5 separate regions of the Mus musculus genome follow, and all the other regions are linked to region 1. The links are chromatin contacts, called in public Hi-C and promoter capture Hi-C maps. All regions are on one chromosome and are shown on one strand. The core of a region is the stretch at or near the end of the contact, and the rest is flanking DNA. Distances in the headings are between cores, read along the strand shown. Region 1 holds the start of Fip1l1 (FIP1 like 1 (S. cerevisiae)). Region 2 holds the start of Fryl (FRY like transcription coactivator). Region 3 holds the start of Srd5a3 (steroid 5 alpha-reductase 3). Region 4 holds the start of 1700071G01Rik (a long non-coding RNA gene). Region 5 holds the start of Ociad1 (OCIA domain containing 1).

What was found. Promoter capture Hi-C pulls out the DNA fragments that hold promoters and counts their contacts. Hi-C and Micro-C count contacts between places; a contact is called where the count stands out from the background. Capture Hi-C pulls out chosen DNA fragments and counts their contacts.
Region 2: a Hi-C map of B cells shows a contact between it and region 1, with 5 read pairs. The contact joins the promoter of Fryl here to the promoter of Fip1l1 in region 1. A contact is called at or near these places in 3 of 39 promoter capture datasets (hippocampal neurons, liver and pre-B cells), 1 of 484 Hi-C or Micro-C datasets (B cells) and 1 of 115 datasets of contacts at active chromatin or transcription factors (cardiomyocytes).
Region 3: a promoter capture Hi-C map of pre-B cells shows a contact between it and region 1, with 2.8 times the contacts expected there. The contact joins the promoter of Srd5a3 here to the promoter of Fip1l1 in region 1. A contact is called at or near these places in 2 of 39 promoter capture datasets (liver and pre-B cells), 1 of 484 Hi-C or Micro-C datasets (CD4 T cells), 2 of 115 datasets of contacts at active chromatin or transcription factors (astrocytes and pro-B cells) and 3 of 9 other capture datasets (adipose tissue, liver and macrophages).
Region 4: a contact with region 1 is called in a Hi-C map of B cells, with 5 read pairs. The contact joins the promoter of 1700071G01Rik here to the promoter of Fip1l1 in region 1. A contact is called at or near these places in 1 of 39 promoter capture datasets (liver) and 1 of 484 Hi-C or Micro-C datasets (B cells).
Region 5: a contact with region 1 is called in a promoter capture Hi-C map of liver, with 2.1 times the contacts expected there. The contact joins the promoter of Ociad1 here to the promoter of Fip1l1 in region 1. A contact is called at or near these places in 3 of 39 promoter capture datasets (liver, neutrophils and pre-B cells), 3 of 484 Hi-C or Micro-C datasets (CD4 T cells, embryonic stem cells and neutrophils), 1 of 115 datasets of contacts at active chromatin or transcription factors (thymic regulatory T cells) and 1 of 9 other capture datasets (liver).

Annotation. Positions count from the first base shown.
Region 1 is chr5:74,533,651-74,539,315 of GRCm38.p6, reverse strand. Fip1l1 (FIP1 like 1 (S. cerevisiae)) reads right to left here and starts at 3,825. Exons shown (of 18, transcript NM_001159573.2): 1 at 3,555-3,825; 2 at 2,471-2,515; 3 at 2,335-2,374. The coding sequence starts at 3,636.
Region 2 is chr5:73,254,902-73,260,633 of GRCm38.p6, reverse strand. Fryl (FRY like transcription coactivator) reads left to right here and starts at 4,016. Exons shown (of 63, transcript NM_028194.2): 1 at 4,016-4,234.
Region 3 is chr5:76,137,630-76,143,149 of GRCm38.p6, reverse strand. Srd5a3 (steroid 5 alpha-reductase 3) reads right to left here and starts at 2,877. Exons shown (of 6, transcript NM_020611.4): 1 at 2,602-2,877. The coding sequence starts at 2,822.
Region 4 is chr5:73,155,285-73,160,727 of GRCm38.p6, reverse strand. 1700071G01Rik (a long non-coding RNA gene) reads right to left here and starts at 3,710. Exons shown (of 2, transcript XR_377011.4): 1 at 3,536-3,710; 2 at 2,850-3,031. The region is part of intron 3 of Fryl (FRY like transcription coactivator); the gene reads left to right.
Region 5 is chr5:73,291,053-73,296,857 of GRCm38.p6, reverse strand. Ociad1 (OCIA domain containing 1) reads right to left here and starts at 4,064. Exons shown (of 9, transcript NM_023429.4): 1 at 3,882-4,064; 2 at 2,511-2,573; 3 at 1,852-1,932. The coding sequence starts at 2,568.

The DNA of each region.
Region 1 (5,665 bases), core at 2,576-5,075:
ACCATTCTGTGTCCCAGAGAACTCAAGAAAGGGTACCATGAAAGGGAACCTTGAGGAAGGAGAGGGTCAGAGCTCCTGCTGCCCTTCCAGAACCTTGGTTTGAGTCCCAGCACCCACACAGCAGCTCACAACCATCAGTCCCAAACTACAGTCCAGGGGAGCCAATGCCTTCTTCTATTCTCCACAGGCATGGACGCGGAGCATGGACATACATGCAGGCAAAACACAAACACACAGAAAACTAAAAACAAAACAACAAACTACAAACTGAACTTAGAATTATAGTTAAATAATAAAAACTCAGAGTTAAGGATTAGCTCATAAAAATTTCAGCTCTTTGGAGGCTATTTCTACTTTCACTCCCTTACTTCCATGTATCCTATGTTTTAATCTCTTTTTCTTCTGATACAAAGGAAGTTACTTGTAATGGATTTCCATCACCTGTGTTCATTTTAGAAGCTCCATTAAGACATAATTCACATCCACCCATTTAAACACTATACTTAAAGGGATAGACTCTGTACACAGTGTAACAATCATGTTGTGAAATCCTAGACTGTGTACATAGATAGCCTCCCAAAAGAAGTAAGTATACATCACCCGGCATCCCCATTTTCTCCTATCCCACAATACTGGCCTTTTCTTCTCTATGGATTTGCTTATTCTGGAAACTTTATGTACTGATGTCACATGTCACGTGTTCACTCATACTGTAGCAAGTCAATACTCAGTTTCCTTCCTTCCACCAGGAAATACTTCCATAAGGGTACATTGCAATGAACCTATTAATTTGTTTTGGTGGACAGGTAGGTCGTTTCCATTTTACGGACCAGCTATGATTGATGCTAAGAACACTAATGTTCAAATTCTTGTGTTCATGTATGTTTTTATTTCTCTAATTTAAAGTGAGTAGGACTGCTTAATTCATTATAACTGTTTAAACATCTGAGGAAGCTCCCAAGGAGACATCACTTTATAATAGCAGCAACAGTGTACAAACAGCCCAGGTTCTCCATGTCTTCATTAGAGCTATTTGCCTTTTGGATTAGAGCTATCATGCTAGGACTGAAGCATTAATTCCTCCACTCTGAAAACCTAAATCTTCTTTAAATGCTTCGTGTGTATGTGTGTGTTTGGGGCGGGGGGAGAGGGGGGAATACATGTGGAAGCCATGTGGAAGCCAAAGGCATCAGGTATCTTCCAAATCCCTCTTCCAGTCTCTCACTGAACCTAGAGTTCAACAATAGAGTAGACAGTGAGTACTAACTGTCTTAAGTCTCTCCTAGAATGTATTCATTCATGTCCACATCTTATGCTGCATGAATGTCCCCAACTGGGCCATTTCTCTGGCCCTTAATTGCTCTGTTCAAGATCACTCCTCCCCTCATCATTTCAGACAGTCACCAGATCAAACTAAAGCTAACACGACATGTACTTATATGCATTAGATGTAGTGACATTCTGAGTAAATGTCTGGTTCCTTGGACACTCTGTAAAATACTGTTTTGTATAATAACAAAGAAAATCAACATTAAAAAAATAGCATCCATTCTGTTCATGGTATAGTAGCAAGCATAGTTTCCTTTCAAAAACTAGTTCCATTATGAATTTAAAATATAAAGCACTAGTTTACAGCCAAACCAAGCATAGTGGCGCGTCTTTAATCTCAGCACTCTAGGAGGCAGTCAGACAGATGTCTTTGAGTTCAAGGCTGGCCTAGTCTACAAAGGGAATTCCAGGCCTGTCAGTAAGAGCTTGTTTCCAAGAAAAGAAGAGAAAAGAAAAGAAAAGAAAAATAAGAAATTATACCAAAAGTAAGTGACACTATAAAAACACTAACAAACTATGAAAGCAACAATTTTTAGTTATTTTAATTCTTACAGTAAATTATTTTTTTTCTTAGTAATTTAACAACTACACTCAGCCAGATAAAGTTGCTCTTGCCTTTAATCTCAGCACGTGGGAGGCAGAGGCAGGTGGATCTTCTTGCCAGCCCGCTCTACAAGGTGAGTTCCAGAACAGCCAGGGCTATGCACACTACACAGAGAACGTTGTCTTGAAAAACAAAACAAAACAAAAACCCAACTATGTTGTGTACACCTCTAAGCTCAATTAAGGGTGAAAGTTACTCTACAGTGAAAAGTTGGCAAGTACCTAATAACTCAAAAAATTGTCCTATACGTTACTAGAAAACAGGACAGGATTGGTCCACAAGTAGAAACAGTCCTTCAACTTTGGTCAAAATGCAATTTCGCCAAGGATTATGATCAAACAGTAGACAACTTGCTAGAATCGCAATCTGTGTAAGACATCAACAGGAGAGAGTTCACCAACCTGGCATTTTCTTCTTCTGGCCTTTCAACTTCATTCTCATCTACCAAATAAAATAAAATAAAATAAAGTAAATAAAGAAACCAAGCTTAAGCAACAAGTAGTATAGAAATCTGAAGGGAAGATCACAAGCACTAACCTAGATCCTTTGCCAAGTCACTGTGCACATGCACGTCCCACGGGCCTACAAGCATAGCCAAAGTTAGATCACTTCATAAGCAAGACACATCTCTTATGGAAAGAAATACAAGGGGATTTACACATCATGCTAAGAGAAACCCCACACATTTCACATTTTAAGGGTAGTACCGATGCTGTCTTTCCACTAAAGAAATAATCAATTTTACAAGTTTATCGGAGTTTCATTACTAAAAGGCTGCTTAAGACGCTAACGTTCACTTTTATATAATCTATGAAATTTATGTCAAGAATGTATGCTCTAGGAAAGAACAAAATACTTTCAAATCTGGTATAACAGCCAAGGGGGATTACGACTTAAAGTTAAAACTCAGACATCAGACATGTCCCCTACAAAAACAAAGTACATGACGCATTAAATTTGGGGACACAAACACAAAACACCGAATACAAGCCTATGGGAAGAGTCACGAGATACAACTATGACGTGGACTATACAGGGCTCTTTAAAAAGCAAAAAACAAAAAATAAAAACAAAAACAAAACACTTCACCTTAATACAGGCCACAATTCAGGGTTTTCTTTATGGACCACAGTGTATTTCATCTGTTTCTTTTAATTAATACTTTTAAAGCACGACTTTCAGACAAGGAGGTACCCTTGCAGGTGCATCCCATACAAACTGACCATCAAGAAACAAGACGTTAGTTTCATTGCACTGACTTTATTTAGCTGCTATTACAGAATGACGGTTTCTGAAAGAAAGGGACGAGGAGGGGCACCCCATAGCCACTGAGCAAGAGAGACACCAAAGCGGCTCAGAATCGATAAAGAGCATGAATAGAGAGCGCAGAAGCGAGGAGGCCCGGGCGGTGCGGAGGAGGGCGACGCAGGGCTGCCCGGCCTCCTTGGCCCGCGTCCACCGCGCGGTGAGTGCCTGCGGGTCCGGGCGAAGGCCGGGAGCAGGCCGCACTCGGCCTAACCAAGGCCGGTTAGGGCCAATACGAGAGGCCTCGGACGCCTGGGCCTGAAACGCTGGGAGGAAGGCCAGAGAGAACCGGGGAGACAGACAGGAAGTTCCGTACCGCCATACAGCCACTCTTCCTCCTCATCCCCTCCGGTCCCGCCGCTCAGCTCCACCAGGCGCTCCACCTCGCCGGCCGACATGGCCGCCCCACGCACAAGTTAAAGGCGGCGGCCAACAGCTCTCTCAACCCCTTTTTCCAGCCTCGCCGTCCCAGGGCGCGAGAATGGGAGGGAAGCCGCCGGTAAGCGAACGAAGAGCGCGAGACTCAAATCTGGGGCCAACCTCGGTGGAGGCGGCGACCCTGAAGAGTCAGCGACCGATCCGTCTGCGCATGCGCCGCAGGCACCCAAGCGGCGCGGCGTCTCTAGGTGGTTACGCTTCCGCGGCGGCGGGCACCTGGGCCTCTCATTGCGCAAGCGCCGCGCGATTGGCTCCTCCCCCTCCCCGCCCCACCCCAAGGATTCTAGCTTAGCTTCTCAAGAGTGGCTTTCTCTGGGGCTTCTGGTCTTCTTTGAAGTTCCCTTCCCCCAACCTTCCTCCCACTCCCCAGTTCCCTTTGCTACACCATTGTTCTTTTCTGTCCCTGTTGCCTTTCTCCCTCCACTAGTCTATTTTAAAATCCTGAAGGCCAGCATCCCGCACGGGTTTGACTGAACCACAATTGTCAATTCGTCGAAATTTTAACAACCAACAAAAGAAAAATTTAATATATAAAGGATGCGTTCTCTTTGTTTAAAAAATTATTAGTATTGGGCATAGTGGCACTTGGTAGGCAGAGACAAGTCACCCTGGTCTACATAGTGAGTTCCAGGATAGCCTGGGCTATACAGGGAGACTCTGTGGCCGGAAAGTTTTATTTAAGTTACTTAAACTGGTCATCTGAGTGGAGGGAACCTTGGTTGTGAAAATACCTCCATAAGATCGGGCTGTAGACAAACCTGCAGGGCATTTTCTTAATTAGTGATTGATGAGGAGGGTCGAGCGTTAGACTTTATCTGTATCACTTGATTCCTCGTTACCTGAGTAGATCACGAGGGTTTTAATTCTTCTTAGTTTTGAACTCTTGTTTGCTATGCCCTGTTCCCCTGTAGGAAATTCTTAAATTGTTTCAACTTCTGTGTACAATTTCCTCGTAAAAATCTTCCCTGAATTCAACAAATATGTATGAAAGTCTACCCAAGTACTAGGAACTCTTCAAGACTATATAGATTGGCGGTTAAAAAAAAAATCCTTTCTTTCATGAAGCCTTTATTCTAATGGAAGATGATAGACACATCATGTTGATAAGGATTTAAAAATAATAGTAGCTGTAAAAAGACCCACGGCCAAGTGATTAAAAGGGAGGTATAATCTAATATCACGTGGTAATTAATTAATTAATTAAAATAAGTAGATCCCTTAATGGAGAAGGGCTGTAAGCTCTGTGGGTTTCTGCATGGGGGCTACTTGACAAGGAGATTAGGAACATGCAAAAGGCCCAGAGACAGAGAAGTTCCAGGCACCCAACTGCATTTGGAGTAGAGTGAAAGGCAAATGTAGATAAACTGAGTATGCAGATGGGGTGAGCAGGGTTGGGGTGAGGGGAGTAGAGCAGAGCTAAACTCTCTTTTAGACCACAAGTCTTATTGACTACATAGCCACTTTCCCCAGAATCTTCACTAGGCCAAATCTGCCTTCGTCTTGTTTAACTTTCACTTCCATCTGTTGTATGGTGCACCATATCCTTTTGGCCTTTGATACTATCTGCTTGAGAGTACCGTGGGCAGTTACCACCACCACACCGTGGTTAGCTCCATTCTCACTGTTAAGTGCATCTAAAGTAAAATTGGGTGGTTTCATGAGAGAGTTGATTGTCTTTTGCAGAGTGAATTGCTTTTCTTTCCAGTCTGGAAAAGAGTTTGTCTTTCAAATCATTGTCTAGACAAAGAGTTTAGACATCAACAACGAGTTGATTAATGAATGGTGGTGAATGCGGTAGGAGGCCTGCGTGGTGGAGGTAGCACTTGAGCTAAGCTTTGAAAATGATTTCTACAAAGCAGAGAAGCTCATAAAGCTCTAATGACCATCCTTCAAAGCCTCTTCCTTCCTTCTTTCCTCCTAAACTGAATCCTTGTATGGATATGCTTCCTTGGTTAGGATTAATCTCTCCATTTGCCATGGGAAACTTTG
Region 2 (5,732 bases), core at 2,767-5,266, 1.3 Mb after region 1:
AATCTTTAAAAAAACAAAAACAAATAAACCAACCAGTTTCTGTGTTTAATAATGAGAACAGGAAATACATTTTATGTATTGTTTATTGTTTATACTATTACTTTGCAAAACAAAGAATTGATATGGTTTATGTCAGTTCCCTATTTTCTTTGAATATTTTACAAGTGTATGAAATAAAGGGTGTAGGAGGACAGCCTGGGTAACACCTTGGCACCGAAGATAGATTTACAACAGAATATCATGAAATTGCAATGCTCTTAGAATGCTACTCAGGCCTAGACTGGATTTCACTTGTGAGCTGACTTTTCTCCCTCATCATTTCAGTTTCCTGTGCACTCCCAGAAAGCCTTTTGTGAGGCCAGCTAGCACAGTAAATGGTGTGGAAGCAAAGTCACACACGTGTGGCCTTGCTCTTCCAGAGCAAACAAGGATGGTGAAAGAGACAGAAGAGAAGCGTCTCGCTTCTGTCTTCAGTGTGAGGCCTGTCATTAGGACAGTACCCACGTGGTAAGAAAGTCGCACCAAGAATAAATCAGGGAGGGCCTCATAAGGAAAGCAAAGCCCTGTCCTGGGCCAGCCACTCGATGGATGGCTAGGAAAGTCCTCCAGGAAGGAAAGGAGGGAAGGTGAGACTCACAGAGGACACCATATGGCTACAGGCACTGAGGCTTGACTGTCAAGGAGGAATGATCAGGAAGAAACTTGAGAGGAGGCCTGGAGTCAGGTTATGAAGGGGCTTCTTTGTTTTGTCCAAGTGCTTAGATGATACCCAGTACATGTCTACACCCCTACAGTATTGTAAGCAGGATGGAATTGGAAATCCATCTAGGAAGTCCAGTGCGGGGCCTTTTATGTCTCAGTCAGTAGAACAGGCTGGACTGTAAACTGGTAAGTGCTGGTTTCAGTGCTGCTCTCAGTGGATGTCAGCTAGTTAACGGGAAAACACATTTAAACTCGGAAAGTGGGAGACCTGGGCCTTCTCTAAGAAACCAAGGAATCTTCCCAGAAGTTTTGTTCTTGTGCTATTTTCAAAATATGCATTTTAATTTTAAACTTAAAGATAGCAAATACACTTATTTTTCAGCTGCGTTTAATATATTAAGATCCACCTAGGGTGATTGGTGTTTCTGTCTCCTCCCGACACAAGTATCATTTCTTAACTGTTGAGAGCATAAATTCGACTACCTATCCTGAAGTATTCCATTGACTGGTTTGTTTGTTTGTCAACTGTATGTACCCAATTGTGCTATAGAACATTAAAAACCACTCTTCCTAGGAAGGCATGGTGGTATATGCCTGTAATCCCAACATGTGGTGCGATGGAGGTAGGAGGACGGGGAGTGCTAGGAAATCTACAGCCATATAGTGAGTTCAATACCAGCCTCCATGCCATGTGTGTGGGCTGAAATGGGCTGAATAGGTCTGTCATGGATAAGCGCAGAACAATCTTAAAATAACTCTGTGTGAAAGGTGATAAACTTGCCACAGTCAGTTAAAGAAAAAGAGAGCCTACAAGTAATTACGGCCGGCCTTCTGAGGCCACGAGCCCCGGGTGCTGGGGCAGAGCAGAGCACGGTTAGCTGGACCTCATAAAGCAGGGGCTTAGACTGAGCTGAAAAACTTTACCGAGATCCACACAAAAGCTACAGCTGTGTATACACTTACACCAGGTGCCTCTCTCCTGAGTATTACAACAGTCTTTTCTACTATAGTCTCGTGGATGACTAGAAGCCAGAAGACGCCTCAAAGCTTATCGAAGAGCTAGGATTATAACTAAGCAGCAGGGTGTGTATTTAACGTGCACAAGGCTCTGAATTCCACCCCTGGCACTGAGAAACAAAACAGAGCCAAGGAAAAACCCAACACACACCCAAAAGGCAAGTGTATAAGCAATAAATGAGCATCCTGAAAAAGAACACATATGTGCCTACACGTCTAAGGATGGTTACACAGACATACAGTTGACTGCGCACATGTACAGGTATAAGTGAGTACAAGTGTGAAGTCATACAAGTTCAGGTTCCTTGTCTTCATTCAGATTTAGTCAGCATGGATGGAAAATATTGGGAGGACGAGGGATTTAAATTATTGTTGGCGTGCACTATGTAGCAAGTCCCACCCTGATCACGTCTGCATTGGACATGCATAGATGTTATTGGTCATCATTCTCTCAGTGATCCAGTACAATAGTGAGTCCCATAGCACTGACATTGTGTTAGCTATTAGAGACACTCCAGCGTTTATTTTCAATATGTAGAGGACTCTGCATGCTACATGTCAATGGCATGTGATTTTATAGGAGACCTGAATAACGGAAGATTAGGGTATCCCTGGGGTGGGGGGTCTTTGAAGAAATTCCCTTGCAGATATGGGAAAGAGGGATGACTGTATCTGGAGGAGTAGGTTGGAAAGGGGGCTTAGTTAAAGGCCGTAATTGGGTGCTTGTATTTGTGAAGGCCTTATAAAACAGCTAGGTTCCCATCTCTTGTCTCAGCGTGTGACAATCGTGAGGGGCTGAGACTTTAGCTCACTGGTAGAGGACTTACCTTGAATGCATGAGTCCCTAAATTCATTCCCACTGCTGCAAAAATGTACAAACAATTTAAAAGGAAGGACCTGCAAACACCAATCAAGTCCCGCCTCTCTTACTGCTCCTCGATAATAATGGCTCTCTGAGTTCAGGAAAAAAGCCTTATCTCTCAACTGTCTATGCTTATTTCCCTCTCTCTAAGCTGGTCTGGTCTAGGGCGGCATTGGGCACAGCCACTTTCTTGGCACTACTGGAGGTGACTGCTGCACCTGTAGGGATCCTCTGACGTCGTCAAAGGATCGTCAAAAGTATCAAAGACCATAGAAAATAGAGAGAACACTTAACCTGTTCCTTACTATTTCTTGGCGGGTCCGAAAGCCATAACCACACTCAGGTTTTTTGGAAATAACCTTCGTTTCCTATATCTGGGGTAGGAACCTGGTGCTAAGTTAATGCAGATCCCGAGGTTGTCGCAGGATTCCTCTCCTTTAATGAGCAGGGTTCTGCCACTCAGGTTTCTCCTGGCGAGACTTCTCCCTCTTCCTTTGGGTAGATGTGCTTTCCCCGGAAAGGTGCCACTGTCCTTCAAAGACTAGCCCTCTGGTGTCCACATTTGTAACAAGAGGAACTTTGAGAATATCAGCAAAGAGGAATATATGTTTAATCTTTCCAAACAATTTTTAAAAATAATAAAAAATAGCATAGTCCCGCGCAAATGCCAGTATGACACACAGGACGTGACCTAAACGGAACTTCTAATGGGAAGAACTTAACGCTTTTCTGAACGTCCTATTGCAAGATAAACAAGGAAACCCCTGGGTTTGAAGACACCTTCGTTAATTCTTCCGGGTGCGTAAAGCCAGGAAGTCAAGGATGTGAGCAGAGTAGACAGGGAGTGTGAACTTGATTAATTCTCAGGAGCCAGTATTAGGATTTCAGGTGTTCTCACTCCATTCACGAAATAGGATTGGGCTCTCAGGATCCCGCAGCTGCTGTGGTGTGCTTTTTATCTGAAGATTTTTGCATCCTTTCCACCTCTCTTTCCCGCCTTCCTCAGTATAGGTTGTTTGTGCTCGACCTCTACCAACATTTAAAGGTACAGAGGCTTTGAGGGTGCCAAAATAGGGAAGACTTTACGACTGTCTTTCAGCCGTCCAGGGAGAGTGATAAAAGGTAAGGGGCGTGCAGACTTGCCTTTTCTTACCCAATCAGGTGCACAGGAAGATGTCTTTCTACCAATAAAAATAAAGTTAGCTTTCCGGAGGCGGGAGGGTGAGCCGTGACTGCCAGTTCTCCAAAGCAACGTTGGAGGCGAGGACCGAGAGTGATTAGAGGTAGGTCCAACCCGGGGGAGGGGGCGGGGCGAAGGTGGGGAAACTCTGAGCGGCGGGGAGGCCGGCCAGTGGAGGGCGAGGACCGCTGTTCCTGGTGTAGTATCCTTCGCCAATCAGGAAGGCGAGTGGGTGGGCGGGGCAGAGAAGGGGTGGGCAGAGCTCGCAGCACTGCCGGGCGCCCGTCGGGCTCTGGGAGAGACAGAAATCCGGTTAAAATCAGAGTCGGAGGGAGGTTTAACCACGAATCGGTCCCGATCGGATTATTCCTTAAAGGGGACGCGCCATTGTCAAAGAGAACGGAGCCTGGGGCCCGAGGGCGGGGACCGGCGGCGCTGGAGGAACGAGGCAGCTGCACGGGACTGGGGACCTGGTAGGTGCTGTTTGGGGAAAGGCGCTTCATTTCACTTTCTCTTCCAGCGCGGGGGCAGGATCCGGGATGCCCGCCGACCGTCGGCCGTAGGATCCGGGATGCCCGCCGACCGTCGGCCGTGGGATCCCGGGTCCCCGGCCCTGGCCCGGCTGCCCTTCTTGCTGCGAGCCGCGAGGGAGGCGGACCGGGATGGGCGGCTGCGGCGCCGACTGGGGAGGCTCCTAACGGACGCGGGCGCGGTACTGAGCCGGGGTCAACCGAAAGCCCGTCGGAGCTGCGGCAGACCCGTGGGGGAGCACCGCGCGCCCCGCTCTGCTGCGCGCCTCCTTCCCGGCCCGTGCCCGGCTCTCCCCGCGCTCCCGGCTGCCCTGGTCGCGCGCCGTCGTCTCCACGCTCGCTCCGCTCTTCCCGCGCGCCCGGCTGCCCTGAGCGCGCTCCCTGCGCCGCTCGGCGCGCCGGCTTGGTTCGCACGCCGCGGGTTCACCGCGACCCGGGAACCGCCCGGCGAGGAAGCGGGCGGCGGGGCGGTGGCGGCAGGCGCTACTGCTGGGTTGATCATCCGACCCGGCTGAAGGTGCCGGCAGGCGGCCTCGGGAGGAGAGGCGGCGGGCTCGCGCTGCGCGCCGAGGTTGCCGGCCCGGCCGGGCATTGTCCGCGATCCTCCGCCGCGTCTCTCCGCCCACTGCTTGCGGTGCTGGGAGGGGTGCGGACCTGGGCGCAGAGCCCACTCCGCCTGAAGCGACGGCGCACCCCCGGACCCGCGCCTTTCCGGAGCCGGGGTCGGCCCGGCGGACGCCAAAGTCACCGCCCGCCGCCGGGCCTGTGCAGCCCGGGCCACCGGCTTCGCAGACACCGGCGCTGGCTCCTCGCGGTCCGGAGCTCAGCCGTGCAACTTTTCTTTGCCTTCTAATGGGAGTTGTTGCTTCCGGGCGGCAGGTTCTCCCGGCCCGGCCGAGCCTCGTTTCTTGCGTCTGCAGAGGCCGATATCTAAGGCGATCTGGGGCCTGAATGCTTTACTACTAGTCCAGCTTTGTTCCTCATTACCTACAATCGCTTTGCTTGTAGACTTTCGAGGATATAAGTCCCAGGTTGCTGTGTTAATAAAAGAATAAATAAACGGGTGGGGGAATGGCTGAGGGGCTAGAGCTTCAGACAGAACTAAATGTGCTTTAACCTTTGAACTAGGGAAAGTATTACCGGGACTCCACGACAGAAGCTCTTCGAGGAGGGTAGAAGGGTCTGTAGGATTGGGGGGGGGGGGGAACAATGAACAACTTTTGATGGAAATAAAAGTTGGTTTTATAAACTGCTGTTCCGCCTAGCAGGTGCCTTCCATAAAGTTGATCTCCCCTACTGAATGCAGGCATTGTAACTACTTGCAGGCAGGCACTCTTGCTATTGGTGAATCAAATAAGAGGTCTTTGCACTGTGAACATTCTGCCGGTGTTGAACTTGTCAATACTTGCAGCAGAAATCATAGCTAGAAACAACACATCCC
Region 3 (5,520 bases), core at 1,628-4,127, 1.6 Mb before region 1:
CTTTGTAGACCAGGCTGGCCTCAAACTCAGAAATCCGCCTGCCTCTGCCTTCCAAGTGCTGGGATTAAAGGCGTGCGCCATCACAGCCCGGCCTTGCTTGTCTTTATAAAGACTTAAAATGCACATCTCAAATCCTCACTGCCTTCTGGCTAAGACATGCTCCTCCTTCTGTTCCTCCGTTTTCCTCCTTCTGTAACTTGCTTCCTAGAAATGCCGTTTTCCAAGTCCTGAGAGTAGGACACAGCTATCTTTATGACTATACATGGTGTGGGTACTCCTTTGACCAACAACTACTTGGGTGTTTGTTATGGGCTATGGCTGAACGCAGGGAGGAAAAAGGACTCTTGGCAGATGCAGAATTATCATTTTAAGTAAGGCAGGTATGGAAGGCCTTACTGAAGATACTGTATCTGAGCTTTTACCATGAGCCCGGTGAGGGGGACAAGCAAACACCCTGAAAACTTAGACAAACAAGCAAGCCAACAATAGATCCCATGCTGGAGAATAGGAAACAACATTCCAGGAACTGACTTAGGTTTTATTCTTGCTTCCTTAGGAGAAATAATTACCAGCGAAAGGACCTAAATACTACCCTATGTGCAGAAACGGGGTTCTGCGCTGCCTGTTTGTAAGTGTGGAAGTCACCAACTTAATTTTTATTTTCATTCCTGGCGATGTCATTACATTTTGCAAAAGGAGAAACTATTCAAAAATGTTTAAGTCGGAAGCACTTTAGCTAAGGTTACCAAATACTATAAAATCTGGATTAGCCGAGATGTTACAAAGTGTCTCCCGCCAGGGTAATCCACTGCCATTGGACTTTTCAGACAGGACTCAGGTCTGCAAGGTGGAAGAGCTTGCCTGGCACCCTGGAGGTCAGGAGTTCGGCATCTTACACCGACAGGCAGGCTGCAAGGGCTAGCCGCCACACTCACTGTACAACCAGCCTGAATTTGTGAACACATGGATGAAAATGTTGAAGATGGCAGGTCCCTCCCAGGTCTGTCATGAGGATCAAGGGGAGAAAGGCTTTCAAGTCCTTAGCATGTGACATACGAGCAACTCCGCTGTGGTAGTGCTCTCTAACTCAATTATTATAATTTCCCCATTATGAATGTGCTAAGCACAATGCCATGGGAGGTCCTCTGGAAATAGGGAAATGAAAACTTGTCAACTCCAGTTATCCCCTTTTCATATAAAAGGGGGGGGGGGGGCAGCCATTACAAAGGACAATGTTTTGATGCAAATATTCCCGTTTTGGTTGTTTTGTTTTGTTTTTAAACCTTTGTCTCAATTAAAAATGCCTTTCCTTATAGGCCTGGATTTGTTGGACCTTCTCCAGTATTGAAGGAAAAACAAACAAACAAAAACCAACTCAATTTAGGGAAAAACAATAGGCCCTGTCACCTCGGAGCACCTGAACACCTTGGGAAGTTCTGCTCTGAGTTCTGGAAGAAGGAAAGAATAATTATTTCACAATACTGTTAAGAATTAGAAGAAGCCCAGAGTACCAAGTGTTACCGGGATGAATACAGGGAAGGCCCACCTCTTTCTTGGCTGTCACACAAAGGCAGACTTGAGTGTAGCAGCTGAGGAGTCCCATCCAGAGAGACTGAGTATAAGTGATTTTTAAGTGTGCTTTGAACTCTGGGGACACTAGAACCTCTCTCAAAAGTCAGAAAATAAATTGCTATATAGCATAAGGGATATAGGCCAATCAAACCCGAGGATAAGAGGACGGTAGGATGGTCTTAAAATTGGGCCTCTAAGGAAGAGTTCTTCCGGGTCTTAATCTCTTTACCATTCATTCTTCACAATGACATGGTACTCTGCTCTCACACTAACCCCCTGAAAGACCCCCTCCAACAGTCAGGACATAGCTGGGGCCAGTTGATAGCCCCACCGCCATCTGCAGAGGTGGGCAACGGCTACAGATTTCTAAAGCAATCTAGATGAATCCGTCAGAACCCATCACATTCCTTCCAATTCAATTCTAAATGCAAATGCGTGATGAATTTCATAAAAAAAAATGACACAGCTTTATTATCTAGAATACTGTGTTAAGATGACTTCTCCATCTACATACTGAATTCATCGTGGAGTTAAAAAAAAAAAAAAAAGAAAGAAAGAAAGAAAAGGAAAGGAAAGCCATGTGGCGGGTCTCACATATTCTCAGCGGAGTCCATATGTACCCCGGAAGATTTTAGTATTTCACAACTTGGTTACTGAGCCTTCCGGGATGGGTTGGGGCAGGGCATACTGGGCTAGTTTGCCAGAGCACCTGTGGAGATGCAGGTTAGTGATGTCTGCACAGCCCCAGGGGAGCACACTCTGGACTTCTTTCTTGACTGTGACAGATCGGGCTGAGAACTGCGGAAATCGAGGAAGAACTTGCCTCCAAGTCCATGAATTTCCACGACCTCAAGTTCTGGGGAGGGGAAGCGGAAAACTGGGGGTAAAGAAGTCAGGGCGGCTCCCTGGGGGCCGGGCCAACTTGAGATGCTCTGTCATTTCCGGGGACGGCTCGGGGACAGCCCCTGGCTCACGTGCCTGCGCCGCCTCTGTTGCCCCCTGCCGGGCGCGCCCCGCCACCGACGTTACCTCTTGGGGACATCGAAGGCCCTGCAGACGGCGGGGCGCCGCGAGCCGGACTGCTTGGTCTTCCCGTAGCGGAGCAGGTCCTGGAAGAGCGCGCAGCTCGGCAGCAGCCTGGCGGGCGCCAGCTGCAGCAGCAGCGCGAACAGGAAGGCGGCGGCCAGCGCCAGCCACAGCGTCCGCAGGGGGTTCAGGGCCGAGAGCTCAAACCCGGCCCACCCAGCCATAGCCCGGGAGCCGGCTACAGATGCGCGCCGCCGCGCCGCCCTCCTTCTCTCACCCCCTCCCTCCCTCCCGCCTCGGCGGCGCGCTTGGCGGTGACGCGGCTCCTGGGCGGGACGCGCGGCCCCGCCCCTGGCTAGGCGCTCAGGAGCTGGGTTGTGCTCCTGCTCACCTGGTTTGAGCAGGCTGCGCTTTAGACTTGTACTGCCTCTAATCTAATTCCGAGATGCAACTCCAACTTGAAGTTCTGCAGGAGCATGCGAGACCACGTGCTACAGTCCAAGTCTTGTAGAGATACGTTACACCTATTTATTAAGTGGAGTGGAGCTATGCCAAGAGGTGTGGGTGGGAGCCCAAGACAGCTTGGGGGGAATTGGTTCTCTCCTTCCACCATGTGGCGCTTCGGGGATCCTATTCTAGAGGTCAGGTTCTCACCAGCCTGTGTAAGTTTCTATAAACTTTGACTGCGGGATTACTGCTGCGAAAAAGTGTGAAGAGAAATTTTGGTTGAAGTACAGGCTGAATTCTTGGCTGGGTCCCTAGAGGGGGCCCCCAGGAGTCAAGATGCGAAGGATCTTAATACCACGCTGGTCTACCAGAAGCACCAGATTCATTAGCATACTCCAGATGGGGATCGCTGTAAATTCAGGGATGACCTCTGGAAAGACCTCGGTGAGGGAATTCTACACTTTGTCAACTGTAGGCTGGAGCTGCTCCGGCAAACTCTGGATTTTGGAGTGGAAAAGCAGAGTAATGCCCTCAATGGACCTACGTTTTTCACCCATCTGCTCCATGGACAAAGTGTTTAACTAGCTGTGTCTGCTGCCTTTATGGCTAGGAATGAAAAGATTTGGAAGACCTTTATGCACTCATTGGCTCGAGTCCATGGGGCAGTGGGGGTGAGGGGGAAGGCAAGGTATGAGACAGCAAATCTCCAAAAACCTCCCTCCACGGATCTGGCTCAGATGCTGTCTTTCAGGCATCAGTGGAAAACACCATCACGTGTTAGATGAAGGCCTGGTTCCCTGTTGACAGCTGCTTAGTGGTATTTCAGGCTATCGGGTCCTTGAGTAATGCAGGCTACTCAGAAAGGAGGAAGCAAATGGGATCCAATTGTGTACCCCTATAATACAAGTCTTTATCACAGCCTTGCTTTCAACAGAAAAATGACTACACCCCTAAATCTGCCTTGATGCGTTTAGCCAAATTATGGTACACTCCCATTTTCTCTCTTAAAAAAAAAAAAGAAAAGATTACAGAGTGGGGGAAAAAAAGAATACTTTTATTTATAGATTGTATGTGTGTGTGTATGTGTGACTGGCCCATCCATGTCAATAATCATTAATAATATAGTTAAGCTTCCTCTCCTCAGTTATATAACTCTGGCCTGTGTCAAGTTGACAAAACTAACAAAAGCAACCAGGACATTCGAGTTCCTGCTCCAGCCTCCTGCTATCGTGCCTCCCCTGACAACACGGGCCCTTCCTCTGGAACTGTGAGCCAACACGTTCTTCTGTAAGTTGTTCTTGATCATTGTTTTGTATCACAGCAACAACAAAAAGATATTGTTACTAATACAGAGTCTCAGCAAGAGCAGTATTTATCTTAGCAATTGAGCCATCTCCCCGCCTCCCACTAACACCGTATCAGCAGAATGCCATGTGGCTGTTGGTAGGTAACTATGGAGACTGAGCACACAGAAAGCAGTCAATGAAACCGTTGTGTGACAACGCTTTCCCCGGGGAGACATACACACATCTACTGACCCCAGATAGGAAGCTCCTGATGGACACACACTGATGCCACCACAGTCTGAGTCCGTGAACTAAGAAGTTTTCTGGGGTTGTTAGGCTGGAAACCCTGCTCATCCCCTGCCCAAGCTAGGAAACAGGTCTGCCTTCCTCCCCCTGAGCCCACTCACATGGAGGAAACTCCAAACTCTCATGTCATCCCTCCTCTGAGAGGACCCCAATCACTCCATTTTAGAACAGGCAGCCATGTTAGGCCTTAAGCCTCAGTTTCCCAAGGAAGCAGGCAAGGCTTCTCAGAAAAACCCCAGACAATGGGCCACCAATCAGCAACTGCCCTGACATCCGGCTAAGGGAGACAGTCAGCCCCAGGACTGAGACAGTTCCTGGAATTTATCTAAGGCCTGACAAAAGTGGCAAAACAAATACAGCAACCAATAAAAAAGGTAACTGCTGCTTACCTAGCCAATCATATTTAAAATGACCTAACCATCCCTAGAATTATCCTATCTGCACTTAGAAGAAGCTTGCATGCTCTCCCCGGGGGTCTCCATTGTGTATAATGGCTGATCAATGAATGCTGTTTGTTTCCAAAGAATAAACACTCTTTGCTTTTTCATACTACTTAACTTTGGGGGTTTTCCTTTAGCAACTCTTGGACCCTTACACTTCATATTCCTGTTTCCAGCACCCCACTCAAGAATGCCTGCCCAGGGGCTCACTTTTTGACCATGTGTGATGGTTTATATGTGCTAGGCCTAGGGAGTAGCACTATTAGAAGGTGTGGCCCTATTAGAGTAGGTGTGTCACTATGGGTGTGGGCTTTAATACCCATGACCTAGCTGCCTGGAAGCCAGTATCCGCTAGCAGCCTTCAGGTAAAGATGTAGAACTTTCAGCTCCTCCATGCCTTTCTGAATGCTGCCATGCTCCTGCCTGGATGAAAATGGGCTGAA
Region 4 (5,443 bases), core at 2,461-4,960, 1.4 Mb after region 1:
ATGGAGAGTGAATGCTAATTTGAAGGTTGAATGGAAAAATGTGCAGGCGGCTGTAGGGCCAGCACACTCATGATCTGTGCAGAGCGGAGCACTCCCGTCCCTCTGAGGCAGTGCTGAGGTGGCATTCTGCCTCAGTCAGCAGTGTGCAAAGTCTTCTAATTCCTAGTGTCTCTCCCACAGTAGCTACAATTATTCTGTTTACTATCTGCCAATCTGATAAATATATTTTCTCTCACATATGCACACACACACACACACTCTCACTCCAGAGTGTTCACACACATACACATACACACACACACTCATACACACACACTCATACACACACACACACACACACACACCAGAGTGCTCACACACATACACACACACTCATACACACACACACTCATACACACACACACACACAGTTACATATCATTACTAGGGTGGTTGCATTGACTGCATGGGTGGTACTAAGTTTGGTAACTTCACCCCCACGTTTGTTATGCATTATGTTTTTCTTCACATAAGTTTTGGCCACCTGCTGCTTCTCCACAGCGCTGCTTTTTCTTACTACTTTCAAATTAGATCACCGAATGCTTTAAATTGTCTGTCATTCTCATATATATATATACACACATACATAAAAGCATTTTTTCCAAATTTTCCCTTTCTTGTTTGTGGTATTGCTTACCGTAAGTATTGTAAGTGGCTTGTGTGGTCAGATGCAATTTTGAAGTTGTTTTCATTACATTTTATGTGTTCGTTGGTGTGTGTAGGAATGTGCACCTCAAACGATGGCTGCCAGGCGTTGCCTCTCTCTCCCTTCCTGTCCCTGTGGGTCCCAGGAATCAGACCTGAGGGAGTGAGCCTTCACCTGCTCAGCCCTCTTGTGAGTCCAGATGTTGTTCTTTTTAAAATAAATAGTTTGGATTTTTTTTCCTTCCTTGTTAGTCCTTTCTTGCCTGGATTATACACAAAAGCTCTTAAAGCTTTGAGAAATTAATTTTAAACTTCATGTCCATTTGTACTTTAGTTTTTGAATATAGATCTGTAGGATATTTTATTGCTGTATTTTATTATAATATAGTGTTATCAGATTTAGAAAATATTAATGTTTTGTTTTTTCAAGTAGAGTCTATGTTCCCCTGGCTGCCCTGGAACTCACTATGTAGACCAGGGTGGCCTTGAACTCACAGATATCTGCTTCCTCTGCCTCCCAAATACTGGAATTGAAGGTGTGAGCTGCTATTATTATATATAAGAATCCCTGGCTATTCTTTGCATTTTTAAGAACCTAACATCCATGGCATGTCTGGGAAATTTGTTCCTCTAGACACTAATAGTTTTCCCCAATATCACCTAGACAGAAATGTAGAAAATTTAATTTAAATGATGCTAATATGTTAATTTTGTGGGTTATTGGCACTTCTGTTAAATCATCTTATCTAAGATATGTCTTTCCGTGTGTCCAGTGCTTTTATGTGCTTTGAGAAATCCTTGTGGTTTCCGTGTGATGCCTTATAAGTTCTATGAGTTTTTAAAAGAGGTGTATGGTATTTTTTACTTATTGAGAATTCCATTCATGTATATAATGCATCTTGATCCTATCAACTCTACTGCCTCTCAGTCACCCCTGGCCTTCCCCACCATGTCTTCCTCCCAGCTCCACGTCCCCTTCATTTTTGAAAACATAGCCCAAGTCCAGTCAGGGCTCCCAGTCCCTGCAATAGCGTGACATCATCCATGGGGCACACACAACCCACCCAAAGGTGTGACACCCCACCCCATCCCCAGCAGCCAACAGCTGTCTGCAGCTGTTCAGTTAGGAGTGGGGCTTGCGACCTCTCTCCCCACCCCCTCCCCAGCGTGACCAGCTTGAGCCTGTACAGGGAACCATGACTGCTGTGCGTTCATGAGCACAATGGTCACATCACACGCAGAAGGCGCCACTTCTCAGCATCCCTGCATCCGCCTGCTCCTCCTTTCTGCCTCTTCTTTCCGGGGTGTTCCCTGAGCCTCGGTACAGCGTCATGTTTATGGCTGAGACTCCTGGTCTCTTATCCTTAGCGTCTTGACTTGTTAGGTGGCGTTGTCATAACCACAGTTTGCTCCTGAAGATGTTTCTCTGACCAAGACTGAGGGTGGCGTGTGTATGGGATGAATCCCAGACACAGCCAGGCAGGGTTAAAACATAAACTCTAACTTGTTCTCCACTTAATTTTCTATTTGTAAATGGAAGATTAAAAAAAAAAAACTATCCTTATTTCTTGATAATTATAGTATAGAAAGTTCCATCTAGTTTTTCAAATATTTATAAGAATGATTCAATTCTCTCTCTCTCTCCCTCTCATTTTTTTTTCCATTTTTTATTAGGTATTTAGCTCATTTACATTTCCAATGCTATACCAAAAGTCCCCCTTACCCACCCACCCCCACTCCCCTACCCACCCACTCCCCCCCTTTGGCCCTGGCGTTCCCCTGTACCGGGGCACACAAAGTCTGCGTGTCCAATGGGCCTCTCTTTCCATACATATGCAGCTAGAGTCAGGTGACAGCAGATGCTGGCGAGGATGTGGAGAAAGAGGAACACTCCTCCATTGTTGGTGGGATTGCAGGCTTGTACAACCACTCCCTCTCATTTTTTAAGACAGAGTTTCTCGGTGTAGCCCTGGCTATCCTGATACTCGCTCTGTAGACCAGGCTGGCCTTGAACTCACAGATATTAGCCTGCCTCTGCCTCCCGAGTGCTGGGATTAAAGGGTGCTCCACTGTTGCCTGGACAAATTTCCCATATTGTTGCATACTTATATTGCAGGTAGCCTCCAGAGTGGTGTAGAATAATGAAGCAGAAATCAGTGTCTTCATTTTGTTTCTACATTTAATAGAAATCGGTTTTATGCCTCAAAGCCTGTGTTACACAGCTTTTCATCGTAATGCCTGAGCCAATTTCTTATAAAGAGAAAGGGTTTGTTATGGTTCCTAGAGCGTGGCTGGATTAGCCCACTGTTTCTAGGCCTCTGTTGGAGTCACATGGTAAAGCAGAAACCTAGAAAGGAAGAGGGAGGGAGTAGTCAGAGACCCACGGTTCCCTAGGGAGTGCTTCTGGTTCAGCCACTGTGCCACCCCTCAATCGTGCCACCCTTTGAACCAAACCCATAACACACTTAACATCTAAGCTGTAGCCTTCCGATCCCAGCCCCAGAGGTTTCTAATCTATGTCACAGTGAAAACTGTGTTCCAACATTTCCCTAAAGTCCAAATTCATGGTCTCTTCTGAAGCTGAAGGCAAAATCAACCCTCATCTCCTGCCCCCCCCCCTTCCAAATCAAACTGAAATATATATTGCTAAGTTACATGTCTGGGCAGGCACAGAATGAGCTATTTCAGAAGCCAGCAATAGGAAGAAAATGGTTAAGAGGGGCTGGCCCCAGGCAAGGCTAGATAGGCAGCAGAGCAAGCATTAAATCCCAAAGCTCCTCATGGAGGACCTGGGGCCCGTTCTGGGGAATGGTTCCCAAGGGTCTGGTTTGCCCTGTCTCACGGGCCTCACTCATTGCGTAGGGCTTATCTCTTGGACAGGTTTCTCAGGTTGTCTGCAGCTTCCCGTAGTAGGTGTTGTTCTATGCCAACATCTGTGCATCCTTGCACTATCAAGACTTGGCAGTCTGCCCTGCTGTGCACTAGGTGAAGGGTCTTACTGCTCACTCTTTGACCCTCTCAGACTGTCCTTCGGAATCTTGGTGGAAGCTGCTAGGGTAACTGTAACTTTTGCATTCCAAGTGCCCGCTCAGCCACCATCATGTGGGTGGTGCCAAGTTCTACTGTCAGTACCAGCTGTACCTGGGCCTGCTGAAACCACAGCCATAGCAGCCTTGGAACATTTTACAGGGCATTTGTGGAGGGCACCCCCTCTCCCCGGCTCTGTTTTGAAAAGCACTCTACCCAGGAAAGTCCTTGAAACAAATTTGCAGTGCTGCATTTCTAAGCTCGTGTTGGTCAGTGGCCTTGTAAACCAGTGGCTTCTCGGTGCCTTCGTTGGGTCTAGCGACCACACCCTGCTTAACTGGACTGTGGCATGCACTGCTTTTCTGTCCGAGCTGTAAATTTCCCACGTTTACTTTATTTGAGATCAGGGCTTACTGTGTGGCGCAGACAGTGAGCTTACAGTCCTCCTGCCTCAGCTTTTATCCCAGACCCTTTCCAAATCCATGCCTTTCTCTTTTCTTGTTAATACCGCCTGAATCTGTTCAGTGCTGTTCCTACACACGTGGGTGTGGTGCCAGCCACTAGAGCATTGGCAACTCCCCAAGAGCCACGCCCCAAAGAGAATTGCCTCTCACTGCCCCAGCATCACCTGCCCAGGGCTGTCTGCTAACTGTGGGGCCTCATGATCACCTTCCCCAACCCAACCTCCAGCATCTTCATTAAATACTGCCTTATCTCCGGGGTTTAGAATGGTTTCTGAGCCGAGCTTCCGAGGTCGGAGTCAAGAGCATTGTAACTGGAAGCCTCTAGCAGAGTAAGTAGTGGGGGTCGTCTTAGTGGGGGTTGTCTTCCTCGTCTTCCTCGAGCTTTAGTCTATAGAATCTTTCTGTGGTAGACTTCAGGTGAAAAACATGGATCACACGCCAGAGCTGCCCCAGGGCTTCTATGTTTAGAAACTGTTTTTGGTGGGAATAGTTTAGATGAGGATAAATAAACATTTTCGAAACGGCTGTTGGTAGAACAAGCGCAGGTTTTAGTTTTGCTATCTGTTATGGCTGAATGAGAAGAGAAACACTGAACTAACTAGTAAGGGGAAAATGATTTCATTCACACACGATAGAAGCAGAGTATTGAGGGGTTAGAATTAATAAGCTATGGATGCATGTTCTTAGCGGGGAACATACCAGCTTCTGAATATGGACTTTAATTAATTAATTAATTAATTTCCGTTAATTATTTTATTTATTTACATTCCAAATGTTCCCCTCTCCTAGTCCCCCTTCCCAGAGTTGTTCTCATCATCCCTCCTCCCCTTTGCCTCTGAGAGGTTGCCTCCCCCCAGCGCCCTTCCCAGTGTGCATCAAGTCTCTACAGGATTAGGTTCACCCTCTCCCACTGAGGCCGGACAAGGCAGTCCTCTCTGCTACGTATGTGCCCAGGGCCACAGACCAGGCTGTGTGTGCTCTTTGGTTGGTGACTTAGTCTCTGGGAGCGCCCAGGAATCTGGGTTAGTTGACACTGTTGGTCTTCCTATGGGGTTGCCATCCCCTTCAGCTCTTTCAATGCTTCCCTTAACTCTTCCATAGGGGTCCCTGGCCTCAGTCCAATGGTTGGCTGTAAGGATCTGTATCTAAGTCGGCTACCGGTAGAGCCTCTCAGAGGACAGCCATGCTTCCTGTCTGCAAGCATAACCTAACGTCAGTAATAGTGTCAGGGTTTGGCCACCCATAGGATGGGTCTGAGTTGGGCCAGT
Region 5 (5,805 bases), core at 2,815-5,314, 1.2 Mb after region 1:
GATCACTGCCCTTCAATACAATTTAAGCATAATGTTACTGGTATTTTAAGTGACACACACAAAAGCATAAATTTATCAGAAATAAATCTGGACACAATAGTATCCATTATCTTAACACATTACATTTCATACCCACATACCAAGTCTAGTCTTTCCATGGAGAATCTTGGATTAGCCGATTCTCAGGTCAACTTACTGCACCTCCAGGGCCAGACTCAAACTCAAGACCCTTCTGTCTCTGCCTCCTAAGGACCAGGATTGCAGGGGTTTCTTTCTTAACCCTATGTCATCAAGTCTTTGGAAACAATTTGTTGCACCATAAATGCAAACCATCCATACTAAATTTATTTCCCCAGACAAATAGTATACCTTAAATGAGTACTCTTATAAATTAAGTATCTTGATGTTATCATCTGACCTTTATTTTTTATTTATTCCCTCTTATTAACCTTTTAGAAAACTGCCATTTTACATCCTTTAAAAACTGGAATACTACTATGGCATTCCTATGGAGGTCAGAGGCAGCTTTTGGGAGTGGTTTCTCTCCTTCCCTTGAGTGGATTCTATACACTGGACTCAAAGCTTGGCAGACTTTCCCACTGAGCCATCCTCCAGCGCCCTTCCTTCTTTGTTTCTACCCCTTTTTAAAATCATATCCTGCAGGGCTAGGGGGATGGCTCAGCAGCTGAAAGAACTGACCACTCTTCCCGAGGGCTGGCGTCCACATGGTAGCTCAAAACAGTTTCTAACTCCAGTAGCAAGTGAAGTGACACCGTGTTCTGGCTTCCTCAGGCCCTGAATACATGTAGCCCACAGACATACAACACAGGCAAAACACCCACACATATCAAATAAAAATAAAGATGCTTTAAAAATCCTTACAGTCAGCCAGGCATGGTGGCTCACACCTTTAATCCCAGCACTCAGGAAGCAGAGGCAGGTTGGATTTCTGAGTTCGAGGCCAGCCTGGTCTACAAAGTGAGTTCCAGGCCAGCCAGGTCTACAATAGACAAACAACATCATTATCCTAATCATAAGATCTGTAGTCAGAAAGCGAGAGTTGATAGTCTAATAACTCCTCACTATAGGGAAAGGCAACAAAGGCACCAGTTGTTACAGCAGTCATTAAATGTAAGAGTTAAAACCCCAACCAAGCCTGTGACTCAGACACACCTGACTTGGAGAAACAACAGTGACTTACCAGCTACCGCGTAACACAAGTAGACACATTTAACACCTCTAAGTCTTAGTTCCTTCATCTCTAAAGGGAGAGAACTTTACTAACCTATTTTCATGCTATTACTACTGACAATTTCCTTAATCTCTATTAGTAATAACCACAATATCCCAAAAGTGTCCCAATATAGTCTATAAATTATACTTTCAAACATGCATTTAGGTCAAGTTTGTAAGTGAAGGTTTTGGATGGAATTATGCTAATTAGAAAAAATGATGAGCCAGAGCTGGAGCGATGGCTCAGTGGTAATGTGCATGAACTGCAAACACTAGGCTCTGAGTTCTGATCACCAATACACATCTAAGGAGGCAGAGACGGAAGATCCTGCGGGCTCATGGCTGGCCAATTTAGCCAAATGATGGAAACTCCAGGTTCAGTGAGAAAGATGGACCAGGTGTTGGTGGAGACGCACGCCTTTAATCCCAACATTCAAGAGGCAAAGGATCTCTGTGAGCTGAGGCCAGCCTGGTCTACAGATCGAGTTCGAGCACAGCCAAGGCTACACAGAGAGACCATTTCTCACTGCCTTCTTCCCTCTGCACATGCACATACACAGGTACCACAGAACCACCCAAGAACATTCTTTAAAACAGTTCTTAGACAGGATAACTCACATCTGAACCAGAAGCACTCTTCATGGCACTCTGCAAAGAGTCTCCACTCCTCCTCTGTCGGAATATAACCGCCTCCTATGTCTTTTAAAGAAAGATTGGAAGTCATTTTCTCAAAAGCCTAAAAAGTTAGCTTTGTCTACTAATAACAAGAACATTTAAAAAATAAAACTAAGACAACTGGCTTGTCACTTATTTTTAAAATCAATTTTGACTTCCTACAGAATTTATTCTTACTACCCACTAGTCAGACAGGCAAGACACGGTGCTAAATGAAAATATGTAAAACAAACCCCCACCCCTGTTCAGATAATAAGAAATTTAGAGACAGTAACAAGAGAATATTTAAGCTGCGTGTGTGACTATGTCACACCCATAAGACCAGCCCGATTTCTGTTACTCAGGCAAATAAAATGTCCTTACCCAGAAAGTGTTACAAATTATAAATACTTAATATGGAAGTTACCAGGAGGGGCTGGAGAGATGGCTCAGCAGTTAAGAGCACTGACTGCTCTTCCAAAGGTTCTGAGTTCAAATCCCAGAAACCACATGGTGGCTCACAACCACCCATAATGAGATCTGATGCCCTCTTCTGGTGTGTCTGAAGACAGCTACAGTATACTTACATATAATAAATAAATAAATATTTTTTAAAAAGTTACCGGGAATAGGTCTTGACACTTGTGCATTCGGTTCTCGAAAATCAGCCCTCCCATTCATAGTTCCTGTATCAGAAACATTTATATCCAAATATTACAAAGTATCAGAATAAACCCCCCTAACCAGTCTACCTGTAAATCAACAAATATTTACTGAACATTAAACATTTTTACAGTTAGTTGTATTTTACGTGCATGGTGCTTTGCTTGTATACACTAACATGCCTGGTGCCTGAGATCAGATGACACCTGATCCCCAGGAACTGGGAGTTCCAGATGGTTGTGATACTGTGATAGGACATGTGGGTACTGGAAACTCTGCAAGGGCCAGTGCTCTTACCTGCTGAGTTATCTCTTCAGGCCCCGACTTTTACATTTCAACTACCTGACATAAAAAAATAACTGAATGAAAAAGGGTCATAAACATATCTGAACTAATTATTCACATTCGACCCTTTGATTGAAAAACGGGTACATCAAAACAATGGAAAAAAATTCCCTTCTAAGGCTAGGTTATGTTATTTCACATTATTCTGTACCTTGACTCAAAAACAAAACAAAAACTACAACCATATCCAAATGATTAGGGAAAAACCTCAAGTCACTTCTAGGTTTCCAATTAAAACGAAACTGCATTGTATCCCCTAACTCAGCAGTCAAAAAATAATGACGTCACATTTTCTGCAGGTAGCTACGCTAATGGCAAACTTCCCTGTACCAGCCCAAGTAATCTTCAAACATCTTAAATAAATTTTAAAATCCAAGAGCAAATATATTCTTTCGCCTTCCTTTAAACTTAGACCTCAGCATTTCAGACAAAATAAGGAGTACGTCTTCGCTGAAACAAACGCATCGCAGTATGACTTACTGGATGCCAACAGCAAAGCACCTTTCTGTAATTCGTTTAGTCACTAAAATCATCACCTATTGCATACCTATATCCCTTCAAAGAAAAAGGTTTCAGAAAAGGTAAACTGAACTCTTGGACAGATGAAGCATTCAGAGGAAGCTTCTCAAACTGCAAAACCCTACCAAAAAAGAAAAAAAAAAAAAAAGAAAGAAAGAAAATCTCGTCCCCAGGGAGGCTGGAGGGCAGTGCGACCTGTCTGATCACTACAGCTCAAAGCTGTAATCATAAAGAACAAGGCTCAAGCGAGGCAGTAGCCGCGGACGCCAGCACTCCTGTCCCTGACCTGCCACCCCACCTCGGCCATCGCGGCTTTCCCCACCCCTCCATGCAGGTCTCCCGGTGCCCGAGTCACCGGCGCTGCAGCAGAGCCCAGGCCCGCAGTGCGACCGGACACCTCCGGGCAGGAAAATGGCGGCTGCGGGCGAGGGTGGGAGACTGGCGGAAAGCCGCGCCACCACACCCACCTCACGATGGAGGCGGCAACGCTGGGAGCAGGACCCGGGGTAGAGGCCGGGAGAGGACCCCAGAGACAGGCACAGCGGACAACGCGGGAAGCGGGGAGGGGAAAGAGGGCAGCTTCCAAGCGATCGCCAAGATGTCACCCACACACGAGCGCCAGCAGGCCGACACCCGGAAGCAGTACCCTTGACGGGAAATGACGTCAGGACAGCGCTGGGAAACAGCGGCGGGCCAGTTTCTCAATACTCACGGATGTCGATCACGCCCCGTCCAACTAGTCCCGCCCCTTTCACCGCCCCCCACCCCGCCCCAGGCCGCGGCGCTCCAGAGCTGCACTGCGGCTGCGCGAGTTAAGGCCTGCAGCTCAGCTCTGCCTCTAGGTTCGATGCTCTTGTGACATACCCCAGAGACTGTTCAGTGACAAGCCAGTAGGGACATTTTGGAACCCCTCCATCCTCAAGTCCCCTCCTTATCCCATGACTTTCCTTGGACTTCCCTAATTTTAAGATTTACAGAAATTTTCTTATGCTTTAAGCCTCTAGGCTAGGTAGTGAATTTTAAGCGTGAACTCTTAAGTTAACTGTCAGAACCTCCAGTCTAGTGTCCGATTGATTCTAACACTAGAGTCAGGATACACTCCAACTCGGAGACTCAGAATTTACTCATCTGAATAACAGAAATAATGTGTGTTTCACAGTTTTGGGTTAAAACAAGTCTGAAAAGGAGTTTAGGCTCTGGGGCTGTATTACCAGGAGACTATATTTTAATGCTAGGAGACCAACTTTTCGTCAGAGCTCAGGCTGCCACTCCTAACCACCAACTATTCATTTCTTACACTGATCCTAGGCATGTTTACTGAGTGCGTATACTGAACCAAGTCCTGAAAGTATATCGTTGATACCTCTGATAGCTCCAGCCCACGAAGTTATGAACTCCTATAATTGTCAGACTTCCCACCATTCCTCATTTCATATGTTTTTCACTGGTTCTATGGCATCCACGAACTTGTCTGTATGCTTATTTAAGAGAGAAAGTCATGTAAAACATGAATCCGGAGTCATGGCTAGACCTCTATGGCTCCTGAACCCCACACTAAGGACGAACTCAAACATAACTTGGGTGAGCTCCAAAGCCTTCCTGGAAGCTGATGCCCATCCAATGGAGAAAGGCGATAGGATTTGTTAACCATCTTAGACCCTTGCTATGGCACCAGGAACGTGGGGATCACCAGAAATCACGGAACTTTAAGCTCAGCTGTGAAAGCCTTGGGTTCCATCCTTGTGATCAGAGCAGCTGTGGTGTACCCACTGGAGACCCTCAAAAGATTGCTTCCACGAACATGCCCTCCTGAAGAGTCAAGAGCTCAGAGGCACATCCTTTTCTCAAAGGTACAAAATTGAGCATATATGCTTGGGAGAAAGATGTATTAAGAGGCATAGCTGGCAAGCTGCCCATGATTTGGAAAGTAACTTTAATTAAGCTCATTAGTTCACCAAGCATGACTTGATGGAATTATTCCTTCCATTTGCCATTGTTCTTTGAGAGGAATAGAGACATCCCTGGAAGAGTCTTTAACAAGCACTCTTTCAAATATCTTCATTGAGCAAATAGCCAAGGCGGTATCAGCCCAGCTTTACCTGTTAGATATTACTTTTGTTTTTCAGAAGTCACTTTATTTGTTTTTAAGTATTTATTTATTTTTATTTCTGTGTGTGGCTGCATGAGTCTATGTGTACCATGTATACCCCCACAGGTACAGGAACTGGAGTTACGGGCAGATGTAAGCTACCTGATGAGGGTGTAGGAAATTGAACCCAGATAATCTGAAGGACAGTAAGTGTCCTTAGTTTCCAAGGTATAGCACCAGCCCTGTTAGCCTGTTAGACATTACTGTGAAACCATTATTAAAGGAATATGTCAGAGTATTCC